2 separate regions of the Zea mays genome follow, and region 2 is linked to region 1. A link is a contact called in public Hi-C data. All regions are on one chromosome and are shown on one strand. The core of a region is the stretch at or near the end of the contact, and the rest is flanking DNA. Distances in the headings are between cores, read along the strand shown. Region 1 holds the start of LOC100193578. Region 2 holds the start of LOC100280500 (CTP synthase).

Region 1 (3,987 bases), core at 1,265-3,764:
GAAGTTAAGTTATTTTTTGATGGTATCAAGAAGCCATCGAAAGTTAAAGAATATAAGGGTCGTGTTGTTGCTCTTGCGGCCAATTGGTCATGTTCGTCTTGCCTCCTCGCTCGCCGGTCGCTGTGCCACTCACCTCCCCACCACATCGCCGGAGCGCTGCTGCGGTGCCGTGCTCCGATCCCGCGTTGTTGGCCCACTCAGGGGCGACGCGTTGAGCTACTCTGGTGCACATGGTAAATACAAATTTCATTTGTAAATTGATTAATATTTACCATATATGACATGAAATATTTATGCATTGTTTTGGTGGTGCACCATCTTAATTTTTCTACTAGCTTTTGCCCCTGGGTCCACTGTCCGCCGCATCGTCGACCTACCCACCTCGCCCACACCATACACCTCAACCCGTCGGAGTGTCGCCCCCGTGTCCGCATGCTTTCGCCCTGTGCCTCGTCGTGCTGTCGCCCAAGCGCTTGTCGCGTCGTCGTCGTGTCCGTGCACACCACCCCACGCCTCGCCTCCTTGCCTCAGCACCCCATCCTCGTTTCATTCCCTCGGCCCGCACAACTTCCCCAACTTCTGCCGGTTCGAGGTAGTTCTTTCATCGTTAGTAAAATTCTCTCTAGGGTTTTTTTGCTATTCAATGTGAAATAGGTGCTCGGTGAATTGCTCGAACCAATTTTGCATCAAGAATCAATATATTGCATGTGTATGGTGGTTCAAAGCCGACGAAACATAGTTTATAATCTTATATATACTCGTAAGAAGTATAATAACAAGAACAAAGTCAACAAGCATAATTTATTTATTTTTTATATTTTAAATATGATTAAATTTATTACTTATTCATAATTAGTTTGTGCCAGAGAAACAAACAACTTCCAAGTTGAGATCAAACACTAGTACTGTAACACTAAGGCTACCTCTACCAGTTTACTCATCATTATTCTTATATTGAAACTCTGCTTTACGAACAGTGCAGTCTATAGTGCAAAATAATATTTTACATAGCGATATGGGTAAGCCTTGGAGGCAGTCGACACTAGTGCTCTAGCCTCAACATCGGATCACACAAACGCACACATAGAGACTAACAACCTAACACAACCCAAACTCGTGTATATACATAATAGGACAACTTAAGCTTCAACACAAAACCTAGGTCCTATGTGGCACAACTTATTTCACAGCTTTCTCGCAGATTTAAGAAGAAGATGACCGAACAGTAGGCTTCTGCAACAATTTATCAGTTTAAACTACTTCTCAAAATAAGCTAAAAACAATCAATAAGCAGAATCTGTCTTTCACCAGTTTTCTCAGATAAACTACTTTTACAATCAACAGAAGCTCTGCCAAACAGAATCCTAGCTAGTTCTAAGTCGAGATCGAAAGCATATGGATATAAAATGAAAGTAATCTTAATCTAAGTACACAGTTAAAGATATCTCGTATCTCTCATTCTGTTTGCTCTTCCTTTAAACGGATAAAATGCAAGATAAGAAACATTGTAGCCTAGAGCATGTTTGGAAACACGCCATTTTTTGGGTTTCTATCTTTAATTTCTAGATATTGGTTTATAGGGAAAAAAACTGGATGCACGCATTTGAGGCTAGTTTCTTGAAATCAATTTCTAAATTTTTCGATACACAAAGGCAAACCTATCTTTACTGAGCATAGATCTAGAAGCGATGGCAATCACCATAATTTTCACCAAACCAACTAATATTAATGTGTAATTTACTAGGCAAAAACTGATTTTAGCTAGAAAAGGCTAGTTTCTTGGTTTCTTAGAAACTGGGAATCCAGTTTCTAGAAACGGGAGCATAAACTGACATATTTAAAAACACCTTAGTTTTTATAAATCATTTTCTTAAAAACTGGATGCTTCCATACGTGCCCCTACTTGCAAGCAACGAACAAAGTGGTGAATCAGTTACCGCATTTGCGTGAGGCGACCGACATGTTTTAAGTTGTATGATGGCGTGTTAAATTATTTGTATGATGTCGTGTTAAACTAACGTGCCACGTCAATAAGAGATAGTTTGACTAGCCCTAAAAATAGCAAAATTATTTGTTTTTTCGGTAAATCTGTAATACGGCTGTTCTAATTTATAATTCGTTTGATTTATTTACGATAACTTTGATGATTCACCTTATTCAGAATTTTTAGAAAAAGTGAAAAATTTAAAATTATACTTAAACTATATTATATAATAAATAATATCACGGTACAAATTAATAATAATTATGATTTTTTTAATAAGATGAGTCAGTTAAAATTATAGGGAAATTTGGATCCATACCATTAAAAGATCACCACTTTGTATCCATACCATTACTATCTCACTTACATGTGAGTCCACATGAGTCAATGACATGTGGGGTCCATGGTATATATCTAAAGTTTGGATCTTTTAATGGTATAGATCCAATTGTTCCAAAATTATAAGATGAGACGATGAGTATTTGCCACCGTCAACTGGCTTGACCTCTTCGGAAAGGGAAAACGCCACCACACGCGGATCGAATTAGGCTCTCCGAGTCTCCGGTTCCCTCCTCTCGGCGGCGGCTCAGGTCCCTCTCCATCTCCGGCGTGGTGAGCTCCCCTCCTCTCCACCGTGCCCCGGATCTTACCTCCTTTCCCGGCTCCTTCTCCTACTCGGCTACGCGCCTGCTCGCGTTTTGAAGATAAGCTTAGCTCTTTCGGTTTCCTTTGCCGTCCGGATCTGGTCCCCCCACGGCGACGGGGCGCTGGGTTCGCGCGTCGGATCCGTTTCGGTGTGGGTGTCGAGGACGATTAAGGCGAGGGGATTAGGTCGTCGTGTCGATAGTTTGGCGTGGTGTGGATACGGCGGCCGCCTCTGCTTCTGGTCCTTGGGTGGGATGAAGGGACGCAATGGGCCAAGGGTCGTCTGCCGTGGAGTGTTGAGGGGCGGTGCACCGATCGAATCCGCAGCGAACAGTTCTGGTGTATTATTCTTATGCACCGGTGGCTGTTGGTCTGCGATGCGAGAGGGATGCTGGTGGTGAAAAAGAAGTGGTGCTTGTTGCATGGAAAATACTGTCTGGTGTACATATAAAGCCATTTCTTTTGGTGTGTAATAATGTTCTTTATTCAGTTTCTGCGGTCTGCTCAAGGATCTGAATTCATCAGGGATGGACTAGTATGCAAGCAAATGGGGTATTTTGAATCAACTTTGCTGGGATTGCAGTTTTTACTGATGTTAATAAACTAGATATGGGGATCTGGCTGCATTTGCTTCTGCCTTTAGATGGCGCAGATGCATAACCTACATCTTTGTGACATTTTGTGGTCTACCATGTTTTTATGTTCACGAGGGTTTGCATTATTCGTATTTTTGATTTAGATGCATTTCTGCTCCTTAAGCTGGAGACCAGGGTGCATCTAACCTATCACAAGTTTGTCAAGTGAGTGTAATCTTCTTGCTTAGCATTAGCCTTTGTCATGCGTAGCTTCTCAGGTACTAGGTCTTCGTTTCATAATGTACATGCACACATCACATATTCTGAATGTAGCAATAGGGAGAATGTACATTGACTGTTGTTTTGTGTTCTTCACTTCTCAGTATTTCTATGTTCATCTATAACCTGAATGAACTGAGGGTTCTCTGGCTCTCTGCTTTGCATAGAAAATTAACTACTAGACATGATTTTCATGGCATGCTTATGTTGTATTACCTTCATAGGTTAGGTTGGGAATCAGGCTGCATTTAATACTACCTCCAAATGATGCGTACTCTCAAGCCTAGGTTCTTGTGACATTGACTGATAGGAGCTGATACATATTGGATTTTCGGGTCTAGTTAGCATACGTTCAAATTGATTGTCCATCTTCAACTCTATGTTTAAAGTTTTGCAATGTGGATCATCGTGTCTTAATAGTCTTTGACAATTTCTAGTGTGTGGATGTAATTTAACCTGTATCCTATTCCTAGACCTGGGACTTACTCTGATGTGTGGAGGTTC
Region 2 (4,051 bases), core at 206-2,705, 310 kb after region 1:
GATCTGGAATCTCTTTGTTATGTGCTCATGTATTTATTTTTTATGCCTTTGAAAATAACTTGTCAAATTTTCTAAACAAGTCCTCTGTAAATCATATCCATCAGAGTTTACTACATATTTTCATTACTGTAGATCAATACGATTTGAAGATAAACTATATTACTCCTATTTGAAGAGACTCTTCTGTGACCTATTTATCTGCGAGGGTATGATTAAACATGAGAAATGTATAATTGATGTTCCTTGCATCTCTATTTTTGATGTGGCTTATTCTGTATACTTGTAGGGTACCAACTAGATTATGTATTTGATTGGACCATTATGAAGTATCCTTAGTTTAGTGATAAAAGCAAACTTCAGTTATACACACATGTAATTCATTTCCAGCTCACCATTGACCAATGTGATTTTCACTGGTTTGTGTTGGCATTATCGACATAGTGTTTGGGCCTTGCCGGATCTGCTATGACTAATGCCGGCCCATTCAGCCATCAAAATCTCTTCGAGCCGCAGCTCGTCGTTGGTTCGGTGTTCTGATCTCCAAGACTCCAAGGAGGTCCGACTTTCCTTTTGTAGTGCAAGGTTGCCTGTTCTCGCGGTCAAGGCAACCCAGCTTGCAAACTCTTCTACGTAAGAATGACCCAAAAGAACTATGACACTTCCCCCTGCTTGCTATACTGCTCAAACATTTAATGCCAACCTTGAGCATATAGCTGGTGTCAAATGGTTTGTTTTGACATAGTTGATTTCAAGGTTTGGACAAGTTTCAACAGTTATCACACATGCTGAATATCTAAACTGGTCTGAAACTCTGAATTAGTTGCATAGCAATTAGTTAGGTCACGATGTTGGATGCTGATTTTTTTTGTTCTGAACTCCTCTGGTCGAATCTCCACGGTACAACAAGTTGTGTGGCACTGGAGTTCTCACCACAACTTATGAAATTAAGGAACACGTTGTGTGGCACTGGAATTCTCACCACAACTTATGGAATTAAGGAAGGGGATGGTTAAGCCTCCTGCTGCTCCCATTGTTGGATGTTTGAAATGGTTGTATGTATGATATTTTCTAGGTGGACTTGAAGGATAAGACTGCTAAATATAACACACATTTTAATATAATACACATTTATACATAAATTATTGTGATATTATATGTTTCTGTTGCAATGCACATAAATTATCGTAGTATTATATGTTCTCGTGTTCTCGTGGTATTATATGTTTCTATTGAAATGTATAAAACATTTTCTCATAACAGTATAACATAAATTCCAGCATAATACATATTTATACATAAGTTATCGTGATATTATATGTCCCCGTTGCAACGCACGGACACTCACCTAGTTTACGGATCGATCGTCCTTTTCACCCCTAATCTGGGCCGCTACCAAACAAGCACAGTTGGCTGGAGAGCGGAGACACTGGTCGAGCCAGCGAGCGTGTGCGCTTGCTCTGACAGTTTGCCTTCTTCCCAACCCAACAGAAGCGAAGCATCTCTTCTCCCCCCTTCCCAATCGGGCTGCGGCATATCCCCTTCTCCGTCCTCCCGCCTGCCGCCATGTCTTCGCCTTCGCCCTCGCCGCCGGCGCCGGCGGAAGAGGAGGGCCGGGCGCCGACCAAGTACGTGCTGATCACCGGCGGCGTCGTCAGCGGCCTCGGCAAGGGCGTCACCGCCAGCAGCATCGGCGTCGTCCTCAAGGCCTGCGGGCTCCGCGTCACTTGCATCAAGATCGGTACGCGCTCCTCACTCACTTCCTCCGCGGCTTTTGCGAGGCGTTCCCCTCCCGGTGACCTTTATAACCCTAGAGCCGTTTCGAGCGGGGGGTGGTCGTTGCGAGATAGGTGTGTAGTGTTTACTGGATCGGGGTGATGAATGCGACCCGCTTCCGTGGTTCTGCTAGGGATTTAATCCTTTCCGGATTAGGTAATTAGAGTGGCAGTTTGTTGGGTTCTGCTTGGAGTCTCCGTGGCCATTCGCAATTCTTTACTGCTTCTTGGTGGAACTTGGGGGCAATGACTAGTAGTCAAAGATTACCTTGTTGGGGGTTCCAGTTACCTGTCACCTTGGCTTCTAGTGAGATGAAAATTGTTGCTACACCATGAATTCGTCAGCCCGTGCTCGTTGTCAGGTTTTAAAGGCTTGTTGCTGTCTGTCAGTCTTTTGTTGAGCTTTTTATGTGAACCTTTCGTTCCACTGAAGGTCGGTGTTGGGCCTTTTTAGTGATGTGGCGTGGCCTTCGATTGTCGTTTAATTGGCATGGTGCACTGTACGTCTGTACCTATGGTTTAAAACTCCTGAATGACTTTATGTGGTTAGCTTTTTAAAAGAATTCTGTCTAAAATGGGGCACCTTTAGGATCTCTTGTGTTATTTTCTTTCTGTGTGATTTTACAATACAAATGGTTTGCTCATGTGGATATTAAATCTCTTGGAGGGGCTTTGGTCTTAGTACTTTGCTCTCTTGTTTTTGTAGATCCATACTTGAACACAGATGCTGGTACAATGTCCCCCTTTGAGCATGGCGAGGTGTTTGTTCTTGATGATGGTGGAGAGGTATAGCTCCTTAATGCTTGCATTTAATACACATTCTTTAAACTCGCAGTCTCGGTGGTAGCTACCTAACATGCGGTATCTGTAGGTTGACTTGGATTTGGGGAATTATGAGCGTTTCATAGATGTTACTCTGACAAGGGATAACAACATTACCACTGGAAAGATATACCAGGTGAGTATCTTCTGCCTCAAGGAAATGCTTTCCTTTTCTCATTTAAGGTTGTAAACCGATAGTTTCTGCTTCTTTCAGTCTGTCATTGAGAAGGAGAGAAGGGGTGATTATCTTGGAAAGACTGTACAGGTAATTCTTCTGTGGCATTTATTACTCGAGTTGCATTGTACGGACTGCCCATATGCAAAATCTGAAACACCTATGGTTTCAAATATCCAGGTTATTCCTCATGTCACTGATGAAATAAAACAGTGGATACAGTCAGTGTCTTCGGTTCCTGTGGATGGGCAGACTCGTCCAGCTGATGTTTGTGTTATTGAATTGGGAGGCACTGTAGGTAGGGTTCTATGACATCTTACGATCTGACACTTCGTGATTACTAGTGTAGCAGATAAATTGATTTCTCTCTTATTTCAGGTGATATTGAGTCGATGCCATTCATTGAAGCTTTGCGCCAATTATCCTTTTCTCTTGGTATAGCTGCTTTGTCCATTTAAATTTTATGGTTGCTGCGGTATGTTTTGGTGTTACGACTTACACTCGTATGAGACTTCTATTGTTTCTCGTGGTTTATTTTTTCTATCTATTTCTTTGGGAACAGTTAGACCCGTAGATTAGAGTACACTCTATGCACTGCCATTTCTTTCATGCTAATGTAGCATTCACATATTTTACATTTCTTGGAAGTAAAAACACCTTTCTTGTTAGGGACTATCATGAATATGACTCGTACTCTTATATGTCTGTTCTAGGCAAGGAAAATTTCTGCCTCATACACGTTAGCCTTGTTCCAGTATTGGGTGTAGTTGGTGAGCAGGTAAATAATTCTTCCTTTAGCGACGATGATGAATTCTGCTTACTGCTTCCTCTATCCTGAAATGAGGGAAACAATCTAATTGCACACACTTTTCAAGTCTTGTACCATGACATAGTTACTGGTACTGGGAATCTGACATTCTTGTTTCCCTTTTTTGTAGAAAACTAAACCAACACAACATAGTGTACGAGAACTGAGAGCCTTGGGTCTGACTCCTGATCTTCTAGCATGCCGGTCAGCACAGGTAATGCAAAAACATAAAAAAAGTTAATAACTAATAGCAGATTCTTTAGAATATGTCTTATTTTCATTCGTCGTCATATATTTTTCTGGAAGTCTTTCCCATGTATTGAATATTTTTGACAAGTCTTCTGTTGAATTTGTTTTTTATTTTCTGTAATGAATTTTGGTCCAAGCAGTCATTAGCTCATTTTAACTGCTGAACATGTACCTTTTTTAGTTCATGCGTTTCTTGTTCTAAAATCGTTTTCTTCTCTTGTCCAA

Evidence for each region. A called contact is a pair of places that touch in the nucleus more often than the background predicts.
Region 2: a contact with region 1 is called in a Hi-C map of bundle sheath, with 3 times the contacts expected there. The contact joins the promoter of LOC100280500 here to the promoter of LOC100193578 in region 1. A contact is called at or near these places in 2 of 25 Hi-C or Micro-C datasets (bundle sheath and ear).

The regions. Positions count from the first base shown.
Region 1 is chr3:130,416,441-130,420,427 of Zm-B73-REFERENCE-NAM-5.0, forward strand. It overlaps LOC100193578, which reads left to right and starts at 2,515. Exons shown (of 2, transcript NM_001358894.1): 1 at 2,515-2,596.
Region 2 is chr3:130,726,372-130,730,422 of Zm-B73-REFERENCE-NAM-5.0, forward strand. It overlaps LOC100280500 (CTP synthase), which reads left to right and starts at 1,456. Exons shown (of 23, transcript NM_001153420.2): 1 at 1,456-1,738; 2 at 2,479-2,558; 3 at 2,644-2,730; 4 at 2,809-2,859; 5 at 2,950-3,067; 6 at 3,148-3,204; 7 at 3,483-3,547; 8 at 3,708-3,791. The coding sequence starts at 1,564. It also overlaps the pseudogene LOC103652184.